2 separate regions of the Zea mays genome follow, and region 1 is linked to region 2. A link is a contact called in public Hi-C data. All regions are on one chromosome and are shown on one strand. The core of a region is the stretch at or near the end of the contact, and the rest is flanking DNA. Distances in the headings are between cores, read along the strand shown. Region 1 has its middle 64 kb from the start of LOC103632634. Region 2 has its middle 250 kb from the start of LOC100191907.

What was found. A called contact is a pair of places that touch in the nucleus more often than the background predicts.
Region 1: a Hi-C map of ear shows a contact between it and region 2, with 2.0 times the contacts expected there. The contact joins two enhancer-like sites. A contact is called at or near these places in 2 of 25 Hi-C or Micro-C datasets (ear and tassel).

The regions. Positions count from the first base shown.
Region 1 is chr7:101,335,571-101,342,079 of Zm-B73-REFERENCE-NAM-5.0, reverse strand. No RefSeq gene overlaps it. Among protein-coding and RNA genes, the nearest start is that of LOC103632634, 64 kb to the left of the region's middle. Within about 2 kb of position 3,604, at least 13 of the 20 cell types and tissues checked have an H3K27ac peak or open chromatin away from gene starts, as enhancers often do. A contact at or near this core is called in ear and tassel, where this site is marked.
Region 2 is chr7:100,951,755-100,957,404 of Zm-B73-REFERENCE-NAM-5.0, reverse strand. No RefSeq gene overlaps it. Among protein-coding and RNA genes, the nearest start is that of LOC100191907, 250 kb to the left of the region's middle. Within about 2 kb of position 2,339, at least 19 of the 20 cell types and tissues checked have an H3K27ac peak or open chromatin away from gene starts, as enhancers often do. A contact at or near this core is called in ear and tassel, where this site is marked.

The DNA.
Region 1 (6,509 bases), core at 2,355-4,854, 380 kb before region 2:
GATTTTTTAACTTACTAGGGATTGAAACACCCTCAATCCCTCTCAATGTATATGGATTGAGTAGAACCGAACAAACCCTTAAGAGCTTATTCGGTTTGGAGGGGTTTAAGGGGGATTGGAGGGGATTACATCCCCTCCTATTTAAATTTGTATAGAAGAAGATTGAATCCCCTTCAATCCCTCTCAATTCACTCCTAACCGAACAAGACCTAAAGCGTGAGTTTCCTCCCGCGAATCCTCGTGCTGGAGCGTCTGTCAGGGTTCCAACCTTGCTCACACTCAACGAGGGACAAAAAGTCTCTAACTTATGCACCACATGTTTACTTACGTCAAAGGATCGATGTTGTGTGTATATATACAAATAATTTGAAAATAAAAATTTAATCGTATGATCTAGAACACTAATATAAAGAAGCTCTATAGTAACACTTGTAAACCTAATTTTACTGACGTTTCTTAGAATCGTTGGTGCTAAGGACCAGTAAAAATCATCATTTTTACATGCGAGTAACTGAGGACGGCCAGTGAAAATCGATTTTCACTGGCTGTTATCTTAACAAAACCATCAGTGGAAATCGATTTTCACTGGCTGTCGACGTAATAAATCTGCTAGTAAAAATTATTTTCAGAAACATTAAACGGGTTTTAAAAACAACAAAAAATTATTTAAGGAGATGATTTAACTCACCCCCACCCACCTGTCTCCGTCGAAGTCGCAAGTTGCAGCATTTTTCACGCAAAATTCATGCGCTACGTGGTTGTTAGGAATCGAACCGTTTGTTTACTTACGTCAAACGATCGATGTTGTGTGTATATATATACAAATAATTTGAAAATAAAAATTTAATCGTACGATCTAGAACACTAGTATAAAGAAGCTCTATAGTGACGGTTGTAAACCTATTTTTACTGACGTTTCTTAGAACCATCTGTGCTAAGGACCAGTAAAAATCATCATTTTTATAGGCGGGTAACTGAGAACGGCCAGTGAAAATCGATTTTCACTGGCGGTTGTCTTAACAAAACCATTAGTGGAAATCGATTTTCACTAGCTATCGACGTAATAAATCCGCTAGTAAAAATTATCTTCAGAAACATTAAACTGGTTTTAAAAACAACAAAAAATTATTTAAGGAGAGGATTTAACTCACCCGCACCCACCCGTCTCTGTCGAAGTCGTAAGTTGCGGCATTTTTCACACAAAATTCATGCGCTACGTGGTTGTTAGGAATCGAACCGTTTGTTTACTTACGTCAAAAGATCGATGTTGTGTGTATATATATACAAATAATTTAAAAATAAAAATTTAATCGTACGATCTAGAACACTAGTATAAAAAAGCTCTATAGTGACGGTTGTAAACCTATTTTTACTGGCGTTTCTTAGAACCATCGGTGCTAAGGACCAGTAAAAATCATCATTATTATAAGCGGGTAACTGAGGACGGCCAGTGAAAATCAATTTTCACTGGCGGTTGTCTTAACAAAACCATCAGTGGAAATCGATTTCCACTGGCTGTCGACGTAATAAATCCGTTAGTAAAAATTATCTTCAGAAACATTAAACTGGTTTTAAAAACAACAAAAAATTATTTAAGGAGAGGATTTAACTCACCCCCACCCACCCGTCTCCGTCGAAGTCGCAAGTTGCGGCATTTTTCACGCAAATTTCATGCGCTACGCGGTTGTTAGGAATCGAACTGTTTGTTTACTTACGTCAAAGGATCGATGTTGTGTGTATATATATACAAATAATTTGAAAATAAAAATTTAATCGTACGATCTAGAACACTAGTATAAAGAAGCTCTACAGTGACGGTTGTAAACTTATTTTACTGGCGTTTCTTAGAACCATCGTTGCTAAGGACCAGTAAAAATCATCATTTTTATAGGCGGGTAACTGAGGACGACCAGTGAAAATCGATTTTCACTGGCAGTTCTCTTAACAAAACCATCAGTGGAAATTGATTTCTGCTGGTTATCGACGTAATAAATCTGTTAGTAAAAATTATCTTCAGAAACATTAAAATAGTTTTAAAAACAACAAAAAAATTATTTAAGGAGAGAATTTAACTCACCCCCACCCACCCGTCTCTGTCGAAGTCGCAAGTTGCGGCATTTTCACGCAAAATTCATGTGCTACGTGGTTGTTAGGAATCGAACCGTTTGTTTACTTATGTCAAAGGAGCCATGTTGTGTGTATATATATACAAATAATTTGAAAATAAAAATTTAATCGTACGATCTAGAACACTAGTATAAAGAAGCTCTATAGTGACGGTTGTAAACCTATTTTTACTGGCGTTTCTTAGAACCATCGGTGATAAGGAACAGTAAAAATCATCATTTTTATAGGCGGGTAACTGAGGACGACCAGTGAAAATCGATTTTCACTGGCGGTTGTCTTAACAAAATCATCAATGGAAATCGATTTTCACTGGCTGTCGACGTAATAAATCCGCTAGTAAAAATTATTTTCAGAAACATTTAACTGGTTTTAAAAACAACAAAAAATTATTTAAGGAGAGGATTTAACTCACTCCCACCCACCCGCTTCTGTCGAAGTCGCAAGTTGCGGCATTTTTAACGCGAAATTCATGCGCTACATGGTTGTTAGGAATCGAACCGTCAACCTCACCCTCGCGTATACCCTCCAATACCGTTCTGCCTATGACATACTTTATTTCTAATTTATACTTTTTTATCCACATATTACAATCATTTGACTGTAAATTGCTTGTTTAGACCCTAAACAAATTCAAATAAAAAAAGTTGTCAACTACAAAGTTGAATAACTTTTGAAGTTCTATAACTTTAGTTTTGACTCTTTTTTCATTCGAGGTAGTTTGCAAAATTTGAATTTTAAATTTGATATACTTAGATTCAATTTTTGAGAACCGAAATGAGTTCAAATAAAAAAGTTGTCAACTATAAAATTTTATAAATTTTAGAGATCTACAACTTTTTTTTGATGGTTTTGTCATACGAGGTCGTTTGAAAAACTCGAAAAATTAAGGATAAAAATGCTTTCTACAGGCGGTTCCTTAAGAAAACCAATAATAGAAATCATGGATTTTTACATGCTGTTTTCGTAAGGAACCGCCTGCAAAAATACGATTTCTAGTGGCGGTTTTCTTAAGGAACCGTCACTAAAAATAGCACAGACGGTTGATAACCGAATCCATCTGTAAAAATATATCGTCCCGCGGGCTTTGAACCTTTTTGTACTAATGTAAATCTATAAGTTTCGATCGTATTTAAATAAATATCCTATTTAATCAAGATCTACCGTAGCCACGTATAGCTAGTGATATATACACAGGCGTCATCAGGGGGTGTAATGGAAATCTAGAGTTGATGGAGCTCTATTACACAGGCTTTAATTAAGCAACTCTAGGCCCACAAGCCGCATGCAGATAACGTCTACTCCTATACTCCTGCATGGCAGCGGATACAGTGGGTGGGTGGGTGGGTGGGTAGGCAGGCTTGGTGGAGGCTCATAAATTAAGGCTGTCTAAATTTTAATGCCGTGCAGTGCTGACACTGTTTTAACTATTGCGACCACCCTGGATGGCTGGATCGGCCCATCAACGGCCCATGTGCACGCAGTCGCAGAAGTGATCTCGTGCACGCACTGTGTACGTCTGCTCATTCGCGGAGATGCATGGAACGGTAAAATCACACCGTCCGCAAACCTACCATATGCAGCTGTTTCGTGGAAGTAGGTTTCAGAGGAAGCATGTTTCAGAATGAGCGAAATTTCAAAATACCCTCACGCACTACCATACTCGTCTTCTTTGCCGAGTGTAAGACACTACAAAATTCTATAACTTATCAAGATCTATAAAATTTATTTTAATTGTTTGGTCATTTATTCCCACGTGATAGTTATAACATTATTCACAAATCTTATACATCACTCTTCTAGTTTCAAAAACCACGAGAGGTTTATGAACAAATTCAACTCTATTTTATTATACGAAGAAATGATCAAAATATAAATTGTATATCTTGATGAGTTATACAAATTTGTAGTTGAAAACTTTTTAATTTGAATTAATTTACTACTTCAAAATGTGATTTAGTTTTTAAGTTGTGTTTGCCTAGTGTTGAAAAAAAATAATCGACAAAGAAACTCTTTGCCAAGTGTTAAAACTAAAACACTCGACACAGAGATTCTTTGCCAAGTGTTTTTTTATCGAGGGTTTTTGACTTAGCACTCGATAAATAGCTTCTTTGCCGAGTGCCTGAAAGAAAACACTCGACAAATCATTTGGCACTCGATAAAGAGCGGAATTATGGTAGTGAGGTCTAAACGTGCAATTAGATTTTAGTATCTTTACAACAAAAATAAAAATAAAAAAGTAGAAAGTTGTATGTCCCGAGATCTACACCTTTCTAGTTTGAACCTTTGTCATTTAAGGCCATTAGGACTAGGGGTGAATAACGAGCCAACTCGGCTCGGCTCGTCTGAGTTCGAGCTGGCTCGTTAAGCTAACGAGCCAGCTCGGCTTGGCTGGTTAAGGTAACGAGCCACCGAGTCAGCTCGGCTCGGCTCGTTTACGAGCTCGAGCTAGCTCGTTTAGCTCACGAGCCAGAGCAAAAAAAATATACATAATAATTATTTTTTAGTTAATTTCAAACTAATTTAACAATAGAAAATAATAATTATACTTATAGCTTCACAAACCACGTCAATATAACACAAAATTAGCACAATTCAATCCTCATTAATTCACAATTCACATACATGTTCATCAGTTTAACCCATAATTATATTTGCATAGACCAAATTAACACATAGACATAGTTCATTAATCATTAGTTTAATTCATAGGCCATAGACACCTCATATATATATATATATATAACATGTTAATCATTTATTCTGTAAATGATATACATATAGTTTCGTTTTGCTGGAATATGGTAGCTCGTTTAGCTCGCGAGCTGGCTCGTTAACGAACCGAGCTAGGATGTCAGATCAGCTCGTGAAAAATTCAAACGAGCCGATCCGAGCCGAGCCGAACTGGCCATGAACCGAGCGAGCCAGCGAGACACGAGCATTTCGTCCAGCCCTAATTAGGACGCTACAAAAATATAAAGTTTCACCAATATTTTATTGCGTACAAAGGCTTATCATCTTAGAATTTTTTTTCTCTATGGAGTTAAATGAAGATACTTTTTATACTAAAATTATAGACTTAGATGAGGATCTATAACTTTCTAGTTTCTAGTTTTTTTTATTTAAAATTGTTAAGATGCTAAAAAATACAAAATTTCAATAGCATATTGTTGGGACCATGCTTCGTCGCCGAAGGTCCTGCAGAAGGAAACAGCTTCGGCTGAAGCTGTCTGCACGTGATGACTGAAGGTTGTTGTTCATGAAGCTTCGGAATTGCAAACCGACTTAAAAGTAGAATGACCTTTTAGTCCATAAGTGTTTGAGTCGTTGTTGTAAACTCTTATGAGGGGCATGATTGTAATTCCTCACAGGCTGTGTCTCGTGCCTATAAATAGTGAACAATATTCCTTTACTGTTCACGCATTCCTGTAATTGCAATCGCGTCAATCGGAAATTAATCTTTGTCAAGGCAGAGGTATAAATGTATTTAGTATTTGAATACATTAAATTGAGATAATATAAAGGTGATGTTGTTCATTTATAATTTATTTGTCTTTAATGCTTCATATTTCGTATTATTTTATATAATCTATTAGAGTTCAATTACGAAGATTTAACCTTCGTAATTGTATCGTCTTTAACCTTCGTCCGAAGTTCATTAATCCTTAAAGGAATAATGCTTCATTTGACGAAGGGCATTAACATTTAACATTTTATGTTGCCTTGTTCTTAATTCATAGCATTTGAGAACGAGTCCCCAACATTGGCGCCCACCTCCGGTGAACTCACTTCCACTTTTCTGAGCTGATGGCTTCGTTCAATATTCAAGCTGGAGCTGCTTCGGTTCCGAAGCTAGTACTTCCGATAACAGGCGGTTCATGTTCAGAACCAGCCAACAAGAAACAGAAGAAGGAAGCACAGAGAAGGGTACAACATGTCGGGGTGCAAGGACCCTTCATCAAGTCAAGATGGTCTCACATTCCTATTACCTTCTCCCAAGAGGACCTTCAACTCAAGGATTACCCACACAATGATGCTATGGTTATCTCTTGTGTTATCAAAGGATTTCTGGTCCATAATGTTTTGGTTGATACAGGCAGTGCAGCTGATATCATATTTGCTAAGGCCTTCAGACAGATGCAAGAGGCCGAAGATAAAATTCTTGATGCCACACATCCCCTCTGCGGCTTCGGAGGAAGGCAGATTGTAGCACTTGGCAAAATCTCAATGTCAGTGGCCTTCGGATTCATCAACAACACAAGGACTGAGCAAGTTATGTTTGATATTGTTGACATGGAGTACCCTTACAATGCAATCATTGGTCGTGGTACTCTTAATGCCTTCGAAGCAATTCTGCATCCAGCTTATCTTTGCATGAAGATACC
Region 2 (5,650 bases), core at 1,090-3,589:
CGAAGTTTTTTCTTCTGACGAAGCAGGCTTCAAGCTGGAGCTTCGTTCGATTCCGAGAGTCAAGCTTCGGCGATGGCTAAAAATTTTGGCAGCAAAACAGTGCAAATAGCAATGAATGCTGTGGTAACTTCACACCTACTCGTCTGTTTATATAGTACTGCAGGTAAGAAGGCGAAGCGCCAGGATTTTTACACCAGGCGGACACCCGCTCGCACTCACTGCGTGGTGGACCGCAGAGACCAAACAGTAACTCTGCAAGGTGGGACCGCTACGCGCTGGGAAACTGAATCGTTTCTCGACAACGAGCTCAGGGAAGGTGTTTTTTTGGACCTTCGGCTCCCCGAAGCTTAAGAGACTTTTTTCACGGATCAAGCTCGTTACAAAAAACGATCTAGCACCGCGAAAGGGGCTACTGTTGGGTCTATGCTTCGTCGCCGAAGGTCTTGTAGGAAGAAGCGGCCTTCGGCTGAAGCTGTTTGTATGAGATGGCCGAAGGTTCCTCTTCATGAAGCTTCGGTATTACAAACCGACTTAAAGATAGAATGACCTTTTAGTCCATTAAGGTCTGAGTCAATGTTGTAAACTTTTATGAGGGGCATAATTGTAATTCCTCACAGGCTGTGTCCTGTGCCTATAAATAGTGAACAGTATTCCTTTACTGTTCACGCATTCTTGTAATTGCAATCGCATCATTTGGGAACCAATCTTTGCCAAGGCAGAGGTATAACTGTATTCAATGATTCAATATATTGAGTAAATATAATATGATTCGTTTATGATTCATTTACCTTTAATACCCTTTATTTTATGTTATCTTATACAATCTGTTGAAATTCGATTACGAAGACTTAACCTTCGTAATCGTATTCTCGTCAACCTTCATCCAAGGTTCATTATCCTCAAGGGAATAATGCTTCGTGGACGAAGGACATTAACATTTAACATTTTATGTTGTCTTGTTCTTAATTCATAGCATTTGAGAACAAGTCCCCAACAATATCCAAAATAATGCATCATGCTGAAGTTTTATTTATGGTGTTGCATCTAAAGTTGAATTTGAAGTGTGGACCATAGTTATACTTGAATTTTGGAATAACACTTTGATTCAGTAAATTATCTCCCTATAAGTAAACATTAGGAAATAAAAAATGTGACTGTAAGGGTTACCTCATATTGCAATTCTACTGGATATTTTAAATCAGAAGTCAAAATAAAAAAATTTAAAGTTAGTTTGAAAAAATAATAAAAGAAGAAAGGAAATAGAAAATGAATAAGCTTCTCGGGCTCCCTTTCCTCTCACCCCGCGTGGGCCAAAAATTTCCCTGGCCGGCCCAATCCCACTCTGCTCCTCCCTCCGCTTCTCCAGTGGCGCCTCACCGCCCAGCCATGGCACCCTAGTGGCTGCGCTGTGCCCCTGATCCACACGCCGCCCAAGCCAGCGCCCTCCCCTTCTTCCCCGTCGAGCTCCTACGGATTCAGCCGTTCCAGCTCGACCCCAATCAGCAGAACCCTCACCAGATCGGATTTCCCTCTGCTCCACCAAACACCATCGTTTCTTCCGTGACCCCAACTCCTCTGGCAGCTGGTGCATGCGGCTGTAGCACGCCTGCTCACACGTCCTCGTCATGCGGAGACCGGCGCGTGGGGCCTCCTGTCAGCGTTATCTTCTCCGCGTAGCTCGGGGAATTAGTTTCCTCTTCGGCATTGAAAATGAAATATCCGCAACAAACTCTGGGGAGTCCGCGCGTCCACCGCCTAGGGCATGCTTCCCTACCTCCATATAAGTCGACCGTGTACCAGGAACCTACCCTCATCTATCCCAAGCACAGCCGTGAGCATCATGCCTGTTGTGGTGATTTCCGCCACCGCGTCGAGCAGAAGAACGAGGTCGTGGGCGCCATGGAGCTATACCCTTTCTCTAGCGGTAGCTCGCTGTGGTGAGTATGACTTTCCCTTTAGTCTAGCTAAGCTCAGTTTTGTTCCTCGCCATGTACAAAACTTTCCCTTTTGCTCTAGCGATAGCTCGCTTAAAATGTTTTTGTTAGATTTTCTCTCGGTTCTTCTATTCCGCGAACATGGTAGTCCGGATTAAGGGTTGTGCTTCGCGGCGCTGGCGTATCACCGGCGGGTTGCTGCTAGTGACCGAGGACCATGGCCGGTCTGAGGGTAGACGAGAGAACGAAGGGAAAGAATGGGAGAGAAGGAACCGTAGGTGTGCGTGAGGTTGAAGATGAGCATGGGCCGTCCGAATTGAGATAAACGCCTGAGATTAGAATAAGACACCCCTTCGCTTGGACTGAACACAGACCATTGAGATTGGATCCGAGGGATGTAACGGACCGGGCTTCATAAAAATCTGATAGTTGATCCGGAATCATGTGGTCAGGGGCGTATACCGGTTCGGGATGTGTTTTGGGTGGTTCGATGATGATCTAAGGGCTTAGGATCGCGCGTGTGTAGACAGCGGAGTAGTATGGCTAAAGGGCAGCTGCACATTTGACAAACTAACCCGCCATCTATTAACTGAATAAAATAAATAGAAATAAACCGAGACTTTGCAAATTAAACCCTGGAGATTATTTTTAGGCATAAATTCAATAATACAATATCTAGAAACTTGTTTAAACCATATCTTACTCATTTTAACTCTGATTTGGTCCATTCCAGTTGCGTTAACTTCTTATAAATGTTTACTACGCTCTAACAACATTAATTATACCACGTCGCCTACTTTCATTGTTAGATATTTACTTATTCCATGTCTACTAGATTAACTCTTCTAAATCAAAGCTAACTGTTGGAGACTTGTTCTCAAATGCTATGAGTTAAGAACAAGGCAACACAAATGTTAATGGTTAAGGGCGTTCGTCCTTCGAAACATTATCTCCCTCAGGATATAATGATCTTCAAACAAAGGTCATGAAGGGTATACCTTCATCATCTCAACATGTAATAGAAAACAGGAACATAAATTACATATAAAGAATACAAATAATCATTTTAAATCATTATACTATTTGTATCCTTATTAAATAACCATGAATAAACATTAATAATATTGAATTACATTTGTACCTTCGGCTTGATAAAAGGTAAAAATCCAAGTGTGACGTGCGAGTGAATACAAGTTAGCGTGAACAGTATGATGCTACTGTTCATCTATTTATAGACACAGGACGCAGCCTGTGTAAAATTACATCCATGCCTTTGACATTTACTATTGACTAAGGGATAATCTATCGAGGACTAGACAACCTTTTCCCCTTTAAGTCGGTTTCATTTTCCATCGCTGAGCCGAAGCTTCGGAACTGGTTCATCCTTCTCCCAGGTCATGCTTTTCATATCGTGTACACCTTCATCCCAAGGCTGAAGGTCTCTGTGAATATATTATACTTGGAAAACATATTAGTCATGTTTTTGAGGACCTTCAGAAGATGAAGGCCCCCAACAGTAGCCCCTCGCAGTATTAATTTGTTCTTGTAACAACGAATTCAGACTGCGATGTGAACGAAGGCCTTAAGCCGAAGGTCCGAAAAAACACCTTCCCTTCGCTAGAATAGCGAAAGTCAATGACAAATGGGGCCCACCAAGTTGCAAAGCGCTAGGCGTATAAATAGGAACCCACAGCGGTAGCATTTGGTACGCTATTTCTGCTGTTTGCGTTACTTTCTCAAATTTTTAACTCTTGCTTACCAGCCCTCGCCTGATTTTTGAGCTTCAGTTTAAAGACAAGTGCTTGCTCCATGTCTGAGGAGAAGAAGATGACTGAAGAGAAGAAGATGGCTGAGGAAAAGAAGCTGTATAAGGAGAAGAAAGTTGCAGATCCATTTATTGCTGGATTTTATGAATCTATGGCAAAAACTAATAGAGAGAAAATTACCAAGGAGATAATGGAGGATTTGTCTGAAGATTCTGATGACAGTGATGACTATGATGTGGAAAGTGGAGATGAAGATTCTGAGGACCGGCCCTGGCGGCCAAGCCATACCATCTCCGGAAAATCGACCATTAAACAAAGTCATATTGACACCATGAGAGGAAGATACTTTCGCGACATGTCTATTGTGAGGGTTGGAGGAGACAGCACCACCCCTGTTCCTGAGGAAAATGAAGTTGTTGTTTACCGAAGTTTTTTAAGGCAGGCCTTCGATTCCCGTTGAGCAAATTTGTGGTTGAAGTGCTGAAGATATTCTAGATCTTTCTTCACCAGATTACTCTCGAAGCTATAATTAGGATGGGGATGTTTGTTTGGGCTGTAAGAAGCCAAGGGATGGAGCCGAGCGCAAAGTGCTTCTGCAATATGCACGAGCTATTGTACGAGACGAAGGCTACTGGCAAAGAACAGTACCACAACAACTTTGGTTGTTATGGATTCATTGCTCGTCCCAATGCAAGCTACCCAGTTCCAACATTTCGGAAGAGGTGGCCCGGAGCCTAGATGGAGGAATGGTTTTATGTTAAGAATGATCTGATTGAAAGGGAGGATATTAAGGAAATTATCCAGCGCCCCATCTAGTCTCGCTTCGGCCTTCGAAGGCCGAAGGTGATGATCGAACATAATGATGAAGCATGCCAAAAGGCTTTCAGCAATGTTTGTGCTTTCATCGGCACAAGAGACTTAATCCAATGACACATAGCCTACAGAGTGTGGCCACTTTTAGATAGCTGGGAGATGCCGAAGGATACTGCTGCCGGGTCCGCCGAAGGTGGATTAGTTCGTTTAAAGTATACCTTCAGATTTAGGGACCGGTTTGACGAGCTAAATGACGATTGGCTGAAAAGTATTGAGGCTATTAGCGACGAGCTACTTGGGCATATAGCAGAGCCGAAGATGATGATTTATCCTCGGCCTTCGGGGGTCGGGGCAAGAAGAGATTGAACAGGGTGTTTGATGCAATTTGCTTCATGTACCCTGATTATTGCTACCCATTGCGAAGGCAAGGAAAAAAGAGAATAACTGCCACTTCGGCCACCTCTGCTGTGCTAAAAGGCAAGAAAATGAAGGTTCCGAGCCACCGGCCACGATATATTGAACAGGCCGTAGTGCCCGAATTTGGTGAAGGGACCACCTCCACTGCCGAAGTAAAACAAGCTGCTCCCGCCGCTCGGAGCGCTGAAGGATTGATTGTAGTGCCGAAGGTGCCTACAGTCGGGCCAGCCGAAGCCAAAGATGATACGACCAGAGAGCCAGAATTGGAAAAACAGTGATGATGCCAAAAATTCTGAGCCCACCGGCAGAGGTAGAATTGCCGAAGGTGATAAAGGCTCCTGTCACAACTCCCAAGAGAAGGAGGATGGCCAGCATGCTAGACGCTATCATGGAGACCACAAAAGCCTTGACCCCTGCTCCTACAAAGAAAGTTGCTGAAGCTGACACAGCCCAGGCCAAAGCCGAAGCTGGGCCTTCAGTGCCCATTGAGACGAAGCCTGCCACGCTTGAGGAAAAGGCTGAGCAACAAACTCCGGATATCGGTACGACCGCGGGGCAGATCGTGACAGAAAAAACTAAATCTCCTATCCCCGAAGCTCGTCCGAAAATGTTGATTACATTATTCGACATGCTTCGGGATCCGAAGAAGAAATCTTAGAAGCCAGACACTACGCCCAGAAACTAAAATATCTGAAGGGAGCCTTAGTGTTCAATGGCATG